Linked DNA regions of Mus musculus: regions 2 and 3 are each linked to region 1. A link is a contact called in public Hi-C and promoter capture Hi-C data. All regions are on one chromosome and are shown on one strand. Each heading gives the region's core, a stretch centred on a gene start, on an enhancer-like site or on the middle of the called end of the contact. The rest is flanking DNA. Distances are from core to core; before and after follow the strand shown.

Region 1 (3,683 bases), core at 1,034-3,533:
AATTAATTAATTCTTAAAGCATGTTACGGGTTTTGTTTTGTTTTGTTTTTTGTTTTCCAAGACAGGGTTTCTCTTCTGTGTAGCCCTGGCTGTCCTGGCACTCACTCTGTAGACCAGGCTGGCCTTGAACTTAGAGATCTGCCTGCCTCGGCCTCCCAGGTGTTGGAATTAAAGGCATGTGCCACCACCGCCCAGCACATATGTTACTTCAATAATCAAAACATTACTTTGAAGAAATATTCCTCAAAAGCTGCCTCTAGTAAATCATTACGTGTCACTGCTCGGCAGGTACCGAAGCTAGGAAGCTCTGGGGTGATGAAAAACCACTTCCAATGCACCCAAGAGGTCCCTTTTGTAGGGACTGACTTCGTCTCCTTTCCGCAGGTGAAGAAAGAGCAATCATACTGTCTTATATCACTGACACTCAAGTGAGAAAGTAATAATTTCAATGAGAGTACACAATCTTGCCTGTCCTTTCACTTCACATACACTTCTGAACTGAGGACCACCCCATTAGCTTGGGTCCTTTCCCATCTTGTTTTGCTTTGCTTGGGGTAGGTCCGAACTTTCAATCCTCTCACCTCTACCTCTTGGATGCTGGGGCTATACCTGCCTTCTCTTCCATTCTTAAAAAGGGCTTGATTTTAAGGCATGATGAGCAGCAAAGCCACAGAGTTCTAATTTGTTTGTTTGTTGTTGTTGTTTTGAGACATGGTTTCTCTGTGTTGCCCTCACTGTCCTGGAACTCACTCTGTAGAACAGGCTGGCCTTGAACTCAGAAATCCTCCTGTCTCTGCCTCCCAAATGCTGGGATTAAAGGTGTGCACCCATTACATCCAGCTTAGAGTTTTATTTTTAAGTATATCAACCGACCAAGCGCCCAGACACTCAAGAGTCAAGTGCTGTTGAACAAATTCTGAGTGAAATTATCTCTTCACTTTTTCCCACTCTCAGCCCAGAAGCCAGTAACTCCTTACCAGTAACTCCACAGAGTACACAACACAGTTTCAACACCCCCAACCTGTCTATTTTGTGCAACGTTCAAAAAATGAAATTAACACTCCCATTAGCCCATTTTGTAAAATACCTCCAAGAACCTTTCTCTTTAACCACTTCTGCAGGGGCAAGTATCACAAGGTATCTTTTTTTGTTGTTGTTTCTAAATGTAGCATGAATTAAGTGAAAGTTATAAACAACTTTGGAAAGATCAGAGTGGTGTGCTGGGCAGATTTACCAAGAAATATAAATGACCTCTCTCCCAAGGCAGTAAAATAAACACAAGTGTACTCCCTCACTAAGGGGACTGATTGCAAAGCAGACTGTAGCTTGGATTTGGACAGCGCCACACACACCAGTGAAAGCCGCTACAGTGCAGACTGCTGCAACTATGACTACTCCAATTTAATTGCCACAATAAACTGGCTGTTCACGAGCTAATAAAATGTGCCTATTTAATAGCTAGAAGGGACTTAGTTCTAGAAATAATGACAGCTCAATAGAGTTGAACCTTATTGCCCTGAAAGCTGACCCGATTATCCCAGATGCCCTTCCGGGTAACTACCCTCCTAACACCATGGCCAGGGGCAGGGGGGAAGAGAAGGGAGACCGGCAAAGAACAGAAGAGTCCCGCTAAAGAGAGACAACAGAGGCCTTGGGAAGACAGACCTGCGACGAAGCATGACCATAAAAAAACTTGACAGCTCGCAGACCGGTGACAGCACTTTATGACAGCCACCCTGACGTTAGCTCTGGAGCGCCCAAGGTCAGGCAAAAGGCTGCAGGTGCAAATGGGGCTCGATCCTGCGGGGTCCGCAGAGGAGACTGGAGAGCCCCCGAGGGGACCGCAGCGCGGAGGCGGCGGGGAGCCGCCCGGGGTCGCGGCCGCCGCTCTCCCCGCACTCACCCGAGGCCCGGGCGGGGTCGCCCAGTGCTGAGGCTCCTGGTGGCCGGCGGCTGCAACGGCGCGGGCGGCGACGCATCATGCGGCAGCGCTCATGGCCGGGCCGGGTGGACCCGGATCCGGCTCGGTTCCGCGCTGCTCGGGCCGGCCGGGCCGGTGGGCGAGAGGCAGCAGCCCCAGCAGAAGCGGGAGCCCGACGCCGAACTGGCACAGCCGAGCCGAACGACCCCGGAACTGGACCAGGCCGAGGTCAAGACGCTGCGCCTGCGTCCTTCCGGTCGCGCCGCCCGGGGCTTCCGGGAGGCGGATCGCGGGGAGGCTCTGGCGATTTCATCCAAGACCGGGCTTCCAAGAACTCGGCGGTTCTTGGAGGAGAGGCAGCAGCATCTACGGCAAGACTACTAAACGGAGATCCCCCGGGAAGGGTGGCCCGGAAGAGAAATCAGTGCCTACGGGGCGCCGCGAGGGCCACGCCGCGTTGCCGTTCGAGAGCACTCGATAAGGCTTCCCGCCGCACCATACATAGATGAAGTTTGTGGCGACTCCGATTCTCTTTTTAAGGATGTCGGTGCCAGGTGGAGGAGGGAGAACTACGGAGATGAAGGATAGAGGCGCGGGGGTGGAAGCAACTGAGCCAGAGGGCGTTTGGGAGCCCGAGGCAGCGCCCTGGACCGGAGATGGGACTCCTGGGTCCAGGCTTGCACACCTCCATGCCCAGGTCGCTGGAGCGTCGCTGCGACCCCTTCCTGATGACCGGCCAGAGTTTTGCGGAGGTAGAAACGAGTGTTTTTATAACCTTCACCCGTCCCCTGCCTCTTGAGTCCCCTGACAGACTTAGCACAATTTGTCCAGGGCAGAGAAGTGTTTGGTAGTTAAACTGGCAAACGCAAGGTGTGCTGTGATACTAAAAAGGGCTATAATGACAGCTCCGGGATCTAGCCCATTGGGGTACGCACGCCATCTTCGCTGGGTTTCCTGTCCCCGCGCCCAGAAACTGCTATTCGAGCCAGATTTTTGGAAATAAGGGTGCATTAGATTAACTGCTCCAAAATTACAGCTTTTAAGTTTAGGCATGGAAGTGCACGCCTAAGTCCCAGCACTCAGGAGGCTGAGGCAGGAGGATTCGGAGTTCGAGACCACTCTAGACTATATAGTAATGCCATCTTGAAAAAAAAAAAAGCATCTTTTGGGTTTGAAAAATTATGGTTACATCTTTTTAATCTTATTTAATTCTTTCTTTAATTCTTATGTCTGTGGGTGTTCTGCCCGCATATATATATCTGTGTACCACGTGCATGCTCGAGGAGGGCATTTAGATACCCTGGAACTGGCGTAAGCAGTTTTGAGTTGGCTTATGGGTGCTAAGAAACCAAACCTAGGTTTTCTGGAAGGACCACCTCTAAGCAGACTCGCAGGCTCTGTAGCCCCTTTTGTGGTTACGTCTTGTGCATCCATATACTCACTATGGTACCAACCTTTCAGGTGCCTCTTGTTTGGCCTGCCCTAGGTAGCTATTTCCTCAGGATGGAAAGCGGGGCTCAGGACACCCATAAGACCCGGGAGGTCTTGTGGATCATGTAAGGAGTACACTGTTGCTGGTTAGAGGAGACTTTCTGGAGCCTTGCAGGCTGTGTCATGAGCATGTTTTCCCATGCTAGGGTGGACTTCTCAGTGTTGGCAATGCCTCAGTTACCCATACACCTCTAAATAGCCATGCACTTGTAGGTAACCCCGATGAGCTTAGCAGTTCACTGAGGCGGACCTGAATGGAATTGAGGCAGAA
Region 2 (3,952 bases), core at 96-2,595, 540 kb before region 1:
TATGACAGCACCAAGAATGAACAAGATCTGACCAGAAAACATGCTCCTTCATTCCCGAGGGGCGAGGGGGAGGCCTGCCAACACCGCATCACTTTTTAGATAGTAACAGCAAATTGTTGGTTATAAGGGGTGTTTAGAGACTGCAGGAGAGTCCTAATGAGCAAAAGTGCAGGTTCCAGTAGCCACTTCACCCTTACACTCAAAACAAAAACAAAAACCAAAAAGTCCACAAAAAATTAGCTCTGTGGCCAAATGTGTCACATACTGCAAGATAAGACCTTGGCAAAAGGTATTCCACATGAATAGGGGTAACTGTGGGCTATTAAACAACGGACTATCATTCAGCCGTAAAAGATGAAATACTGACTTACGCTACAACCATAAAAAAAGGTACTGGTTTATGCAACAACATAGATGAATTCTGGAAACAAGACACCAAAGGCCACATGCGACTCTTGACCCACTATTCCCAAAAAGCAAACCTAAGGAGACAGGTCCATCGGTGACTAAAATAGCAGACTAAAAATCGGTTCTAACCACAGCAGGGTACCGGGAGTCTGGGGAGTGGTTCTCAAAGCGGGCTGTGGTGCCGACTGAACTGCTCCGCAAGATGACACAAAGTCACAGGGCGGGACCACTTAATACAAGTGACCCTGTGATACATAGGACACTTTATAGAAATCACGGTCTTGCGTTTAAAAAATAACGGTAAGTGGTGTGGCGCTGTACGTCTTTAATCCCAGCGCCAGGCAGAGACGTGAGGATCAGGAGTTCAAAGCCAGCTTGAGCTACTCAGACCTTGTCTTAAATATTAACTTTTTCCCCCCCCGACTAGTTTTGCAGATTTTTATGCTTTTCTCTGTCCGGCTTTTTCATTCGCCTCCAAACCTAGGGGTTGCTAGCGAGGCTGATCCCAGAATGAAATCTTCAAGTGCTCCTCCCGTCCCTTCAAAGCGCCACTCAAAAACACCTACAGCAAATGCGAGTCCGAGCCGCGATGTGCACTGAGCTGCAGCTCGGTTCCCCGGGGCTCGCGACCGCAGGGCCCTGCGGAGGCGAACGGCGCTTGCGCACCGCGGCGCGCAGGCGCAGGCCAGGCCGCCGCAGCCGCCGCCGCCGCTCCGGGCCAATTTCTGGGGAAGCAGCTGCGGTAGCCGGCGGCCCCCGCGCGGGCAGCGGACGGCTGAGCCTAGGGCGCGTCCGGCTCTCGGCCGCCGCCGGCAAACGTACCTGCGTCCGCCTCAGGCTCGGGGTCGGCGGACCCGGGAGAACGGCGGCTCCGCCGCGAACACGCCTCGGGTCTCCATTCGGGGGATGTTTACTCGCAAGTCTCGCGAGACCACGCCGCTGGGGCGTGGGGGGGTTACGACGGCCCGGCGTGCTCTGCGCGCCCGCGACCTGCGTGCGCGCTCCTGACGGCCCGGCACCGAGGCGAGAGGCTGTGCGGAGCTCTCGCGACATTTGCGGTCTTGGGGGAGGGGTCGGGAAGGGGCGGAGCCGAGGGCGAGGCCAAATCGCCCTCTCTGGGTATATATAGGGAACCCTGGTGGTTTAGGTTTCTCCAGGTTTCCTGGCCTGGAAACTCAGGAAGGGTGCGAGCACCTTTGCGCGGCTGAAGTGGGACGGCGCCTATCCAATCTATGTGTTCTCCTGAACTACTCCCATGGCCCCAGTTTATTACTGCTGCCAGGAGGGTGCATCAGCATCTTGAGAAACAGGACGTTTGTAACACCAACTATTTACCATTTGGAACAAACAGGATCAAGGTGAATTTCGTCTGGTAAAACGCACTTGAGCAATTTAGCCACCTGTAGAACGGGCCCATTCTCAGCCTTAGTACTGAGCTGGATCGATCACTCTTGGCCCTGGCACAACCTAAGTGTGCTCGGGGACTGTGACTGAAGCAAACAGGATGGAGGAGACAAACCCTGAGTCCTAGGCTCATAAGCTCACCTTGGCTGCCAAACCTGGTATGGAAACTGGGTTTTGCATTGGGACCTCCAGCCGAGCAAACTCAAGAAAAGGGGATCCGGACCCAGGATTTAGGTCAGGGTATGGAGGGGACCTTGTGCAGCACTCTTGTGTTTTCCCTCAGGTGTTCAGTCAGAAGAGTGCATGTAAGAGGGGACAGTACTCTTGTATAGGAGCCAAGTTTCCATCCCAGAACCTGCTCACTGTAACTTCAGCTTCGGAGGGATCAGGTTTTTGGCCTCTGAGGGCACCTGCACGCCTATACATAATCCTACACAGACATACAAACGAGATTTTAAAAGGGCGGTTCTGAGACAGTAGCCCCACACATTGAAAAGGATAGACCGCATTTATTCCCAGGTTCCAGAATCCTATGGATAACCCATCATTCCGGAAACTCGCTGTGGCAACCCCATTGCCTGCCCACTCTCTGCCCTGAGACTTGAATCTTGCTCTTGGCCTGATGTCTCCCTGCTGATTCGCCACACTCTCCCCAAGGTCTTCTGTCCTTCAGATGCCTGAAGCCCAGTAATTAGAAGACCCTTGCTGGCTCAGGAGAAGCTGGGAGCAATAAGTTGATGTCATAAAGGACCCATTAAGCCTGCATACAGTAGACTTTAGCTAAAGGAGTGCTCAGAGCTGAGTAGTGGACTAACCAGACTGTAGGAAAGAGATGGCTTTACCACAAATGTAATTAAAGTTTTGGTTTTCTGGGTTTCTGTTAAGATCACCACTGATTAGGGACAGGACAAATGGAGACACCCCCGGCCATTAGGAACACTCCCGTATCAAAGACCATGCCTCTGTTAGAAAGTTCAAAGCGGGTACTGGGTCACAACACCATTGAATCCCGGTCCTCATTAAGTCCAGGTTCTCGTATCAGGAAGAGCAATATTCTGCCAAGCGCACATGCTGACCCTGGCTAACAGCTGCCTAGGGGCTGTCTCAGAATAACTAGAGCAATTACTTTCCGTTGTAAATCTCCCACTTCAAACAACCAAACTTAGGAATTTTATCACCGTGGTTCTGTAGCGATGTGTGTTATATAGGGAGGACCTCAGTGTACAGAGGACCCGTGCAGTCACATACAAATGCTATTTCGTTTGATCCAGGGGACTTAAGCATCTGTAGATTTTGTTGATCATGGGGCTCCCAGAACTGCTCCCCTCAGACATCAAGGGATAACTCTGTAGTAACCATGTGACCACGGGGCTGCCAGAGGGAGGCTTGCTGTCACTGTCCACAAACACATCAAAACTCAAAGCACATAGGAGGCATGGTCAGTCCTGAGTCAGGGACTGTGCCAAGCTCACTGTGGGTAGAGAGGAGCAGAGGCTGAGGGCAGAGGTCATCAAGACTGAGGAACCATCACCAATCCTCCGGTTCCCAAACAGGGAGAGGTTTTACATCACGGAAGTAAGCAAAATGAAAATGGCTGATGGGGGCTAGAGAGGTTTAGTTCAGTGGTTAAGGGCACTTACTGCTCTTCCAGAAGACCTAATAAGTGCAGTTCCCAGAACTCCCTCAGGTAGCTCACGACCACCTGGAACTGCAGGGATCTCTGACTCTCTTCTGCACATGTGGCAGACACTCACATAGATGAATAAATACCAAAAAAAAATAGACCAATAAAAGGGGTCTGGAGAGATGATGACTCAGTAGTGAAGAACACAAGTTATTCTCATAGAGGACCCAGGTTTGATCCCCTCTGCCCACATGGTAGCTCATAGCCATCTGTACCTCTAGTTCCAACAGCACCTGCATGCATGTGGTGCATGCGTACAAGCTCCCACAGCCAAACATACATGCATGCATACATACATACATACATTCGTGCATACATACAATTAGCCTAAGAAACACACCTCAGAAGGAAAGAACTGATAAGGACTCCGTTCCTTCTCACTCTCTAAAGCCTACCACACCTGGCCTCTGTACCCCCTGTACAGTTGCAGCAGTTCCTGCTGAGCCGTCCCACCAT
Region 3 (3,890 bases), core at 378-2,877, 660 kb before region 1:
GATCCTTGAGCCGTGCCTGACCTTTCCCTTAAACCCAGGTCAGCAGCCAGCCTTGCCCACTCTGCCTCCTAACTACTCACCCCAGGATGGCGTCCCTCTTCACCCACCCCTGCAGGATGTGCCCCTCCGCCAGTTTATGGTGCACTAGGTACTCCCCGGGGAACAGACTCTCCCATTGAGACTGCTGGCACAGACTAGGGCTCAGGGGTTCCGTGTGTTTAGCAGTCCTGGGGACTGAAGCCAGGGCTTTGAGCATGTTGGGCAAGTGTTCTCCACTGAGCCATCTCCCAGCCCCGAGCCCAGGGTTTGAACATATCAGTGCACAATGGTACTTGGCCTTCAACCTAGGGTCTCATGCAATGCTAGGCACAGGTTCTACTGATCTATTCCCCAAAACCTATATGCGGTATTTTGAATAATCATTCTTTTAATCCAAGAAAAACAAAATATCATTTTTTAAATCAAAATGCTGTGCTAGCAGCCAAGACTCTTGCAGCCGAAGGATGTTCCACGAGGTGGGCCCAAGGACCCCGTCTTTCTTTACAACTCTGAAGTTTTCTTTTTCTGGAATTTGTATTCTTTACTTAATTTTTTTTCTTTAGAAAATTGTACCAAAGTGTCACTTTGTTTAATGAGTTCCTTTTTTTTTTTTAAAGAATTGTTTATGTAATATATATGAGTGTTCTGTCTTCAGACATACCAGAAGAGGGCATCAAATCCCATTACAGATGGTTGTGAGCCACCATGTGGTTGCTGAGAATTGAACTCAGAATCTCTGGAAGAGCAGCCAGTGCTCTTAATCGCTGAGTAGTCTCTTGGGTACTTAGAGTGAGAGCCTGACACTCCCCCCCCACCGCCCCTCCCCAGTTCTGGTCCTGGTGGTAGAGTGACAGCTGATCAGGACAGGAACAATGGCCACCAAGGTGAGTGCACCGACCTAAACCACTGCCCAACTTCCTTCTCTTGAGCCAAGGCTCCATATGGAAAAGCGCTATTCCAGACCCAGTGTGCAGTAAGGGATGTCTCCCTAGGACCCAGCTTCCGTTCACGGACCACAAGAACCGGCCAGCAGACTGGCGTGACCCCCTACAGGAAGAGAAGTCTATAAGGACCAGGGAGGACGGACACACACTCACATGCGCATGCACGCACACATGAGGGAGTCCAACTCAACCCCACTTTTCAGATGGGGAAACTGAGGTTTGTTCAGAGTCTCCAACCAGGAAGTCGCTGAGTGGGAGTTGTCGGGGTTGACCAGTGACTGAGGGTTTTTTCTGCACACACCCGTGTCCCCTCTCCCCACACGCTGGGGTGGGAAGTGAGTGGAAGATCAGAGCTTTCTGGAGTTCAGAAGCCAGCTGGCCAGCTATTTCTCAGAAGCCTACCACTCACTGGTAAGGAAGAGACCTAGTGGTCTCTTTCAAGATTCCCTAGTTCCTCCTTCAAACTGAACCCGGGAAGGGAGGAACTGGCCAGCAGGGGCCCTTTAAGACTGGCCAGGGCCAAGTTCATTCACCCAGGGGCCCCTGCTGACTCACGCTTATGAAAGTGATTTTCCTGGTCCCGCCCCTGCCTCCGCCTCCTCCCTGCCCCGCTGTGAAATACCCCTGCTAGCCTTGGGCCTCGCACAGCCTCTGGGATCCCCAGGGCTAATGGGCATCCTGTTCTTGCAGCAGGGCACCGTGACAAAGTCTCTCACCGTGTGACCAAGTTCCTCTGAGTGTCCAGACAACCCAGGCTCACCAGCTCCCTCCAGCTATCTACCATCCATCAGGTGAGTGGTCCGGGCAAGGCTGTGGGTGGGAAACAATAGCTATGGGGCAAGGGTGGGCAGACGGGGGTCAGGAAAGCCGGGGTGTACACTGACTGGTCCTGAGGAGGACTCTGGGAGTCCTCCCTGCACCTCCAGCGATGGCCATGGTTAAGTGTCTGGGACACTCTCCCCCAGCGGCCCCTGGCTTAGCAGCCTAATCCTAACTCGTGAAATAGCTGTTCCGGCAGGAAGGAGCATGGGTAGCCTTGCTCCTTCGAGGCACCAATGGCCACTGTGTCTCCAGCCTGGCGAGGTGCTCCAGTGGGTCCTAGGTACCAGGCTCAGACAAGCACAGCCGAGGGTTCCTGGGTACTCGGTTTACGGAAGGTGCGGTGGAGAAAGTGGTGGACCGTGGAGGTTGGGCCATCAGGCACCCTTGGGCCCAGGTGGAGCAGGCACTTGGAACGAGGGTTCACTGTGACTAAGGCCAGGTAACACTTGGCTGACTGCACACTTCCTCCTGCCCCAGGGCTTTGTGTCACTAGCAGCTGTCACTGCTACCTGTTGCTTTATTTGGGAATGGAGGGGAAAGGATCCCAAACGAGGCTGTCTAGGACCTAGACGAGATGTCCCCTCCCCTTCCATTTTCCCCAACCTCAGTTTCATTCATGAAGTGGGGATAAGAAACCCCCAGCTCTTGGGGGTGGTGGTGGCATTTTTAGAGACAAATGGTATATGGTTCCCAGCCCTCCCTGGCATGACGATTTCATAACCTTAGAAATGTCTGCAGTGTTACACCAGGGCAACTATCGCCACTTCTGAGAAACTCATTTTTTATGTGCTCATACCTGTGGGGTCAGAGGTCGATGGCTAGCGTCTTCCTCAGTCACTGTCCACACCTTCTTTTTCATTCTATTATCACTATCATTATTATTATTATTGCTAGAGAGAGCACAAGAACACGTGTAGAAATCAGACAGCCACCCCTCCCCCCCCCCCCCGCCAGGAGTCAGGGGTCAGGGGTCAGCTTTCTCCTTCCATCTTTATGTGAGTGCTGCCTGCCCATAAGTCACTGCCCTTGTACAACAAGTTACCTGCAGGGCCACTTCCCTCCAGGCTTCCCTCTCCTGGACTGAACCTGGAGCCTGTCATTCAGCTCTCTGGCGGGTGATCTCCAGGGGCCCTCCTGTGTTTGTCTCTCCAGACCTAGGATTACAGACATCTGCTTTTGACAGGAGTGTGGAGAATCTGAACTCAGTTCCTCACGGTTAGGCAAGCACTTTACCCACGGAGCCATCTCCCTGGCCCCTTAAATCAACAACTTGAGAACGTTATTTTTTTTTTCTATCAGCATTGCCCAACCAGAGAGACTCCGAAATATGCCAGTACTTTTAAAAACTGGTTATTCTAGCCTGGAGGTGGTGGCAGCTTTCTCTTGTAATATGAGTGGTTGGGAGGTGCAGGCAGGAGGGTCAGCAGTTCAAGGCCTGCCAAGGCTTATTCTAGTTTCAAGCCAGCCTGGACTACATGAGACCCTGTCTTAAACAAAATGAGCAGCTTACCCCAATTCTACAAACTGAGGCCCCTGGGTGGAACTGCAGGTTGGAAGAAGCCGTTTTGCCTTATAAACTAGTAGCAGGTACTTGTGGGTGGTTGTGAGGGTGAACAGCTTGGGGGCGTGTGACTTCTGGGGGGTGGTCAGGCTTGGCGGTGACCTCATGTGTATGGTACCCAGCAAGCAGCTCTAGGTGACACTTGTGCCAGCTGCGAGAGGGACCTGGACTTAGAGTGCAAAGTCCTCCCAGTGTGTTAGCCCATCCCACTTCCTGGGAAGCAATATGGGTGTCCCCTTGGGCCTGGCCTTCGTGGACAGGGCCTCCTGCTGCCACCAGTGAGGAGCTGTATGCTGGGGTGCCCAGGTCTCTGGGAATGGCCGGCATGCTGTTTTCAGGGGTGCTGGAATATCTAGTAGGGTTATACCTGCAGGGATCAAATTTCTGTTCTGTTATGGGCCCACTCTGAAACTTAGCAAGCATGACTTTATCCGCCCTCCCTCCACCCCCGCCTCAGTCTCTTCATCTGAGACATGGATTGTCGTGAGAATTAAGAGAGAGAAGGCACAGGAAAGCACCCTGTT

Evidence for each region. Promoter capture Hi-C pulls out the DNA fragments that hold promoters and counts their contacts. A called contact is a pair of places that touch in the nucleus more often than the background predicts.
Region 2: a Hi-C map of regulatory T cells shows a contact between it and region 1, with 6 times the contacts expected there. The contact joins the promoter of Mbtps1 here to the promoter of Zdhhc7 in region 1. A contact is called at or near these places in 4 of 39 promoter capture datasets (cranial neural crest, hippocampal neurons, liver and 1 more), 3 of 484 Hi-C or Micro-C datasets (CD4 T cells, myocytes and regulatory T cells), 1 of 115 datasets of contacts at active chromatin or transcription factors (memory CD8 T cells) and 1 of 9 other capture datasets (adipose tissue).
Region 3: a contact with region 1 is called in a promoter capture Hi-C map of liver, with 2.3 times the contacts expected there. The contact joins the promoter of Osgin1 here to the promoter of Zdhhc7 in region 1. A contact is called at or near these places in 7 of 39 promoter capture datasets (cranial neural crest, hippocampal neurons, liver and 3 more), 3 of 484 Hi-C or Micro-C datasets (CD4 T cells, bone marrow-derived macrophages and liver), 4 of 115 datasets of contacts at active chromatin or transcription factors (the 230-238 cell line, T-cell acute lymphoblastic leukemia, memory CD8 T cells and 1 more) and 1 of 9 other capture datasets (liver).

The regions. Positions count from the first base shown.
Region 1 is chr8:120,099,189-120,102,871 of GRCm38.p6, forward strand. Zdhhc7 (zinc finger, DHHC domain containing 7) reads right to left here and starts at 2,284. Exons shown (of 8, transcript NM_133967.3): 1 at 1,904-2,284.
Region 2 is chr8:119,557,416-119,561,367 of GRCm38.p6, forward strand. It overlaps Mbtps1 (membrane-bound transcription factor peptidase, site 1), which reads right to left and starts at 1,346. Exons shown (of 23, transcript NM_001167910.1): 1 at 1,231-1,346.
Region 3 is chr8:119,435,520-119,439,409 of GRCm38.p6, forward strand. Osgin1 (oxidative stress induced growth inhibitor 1) reads left to right here and starts at 1,628. Exons shown (of 6, transcript NM_027950.2): 1 at 1,628-1,774.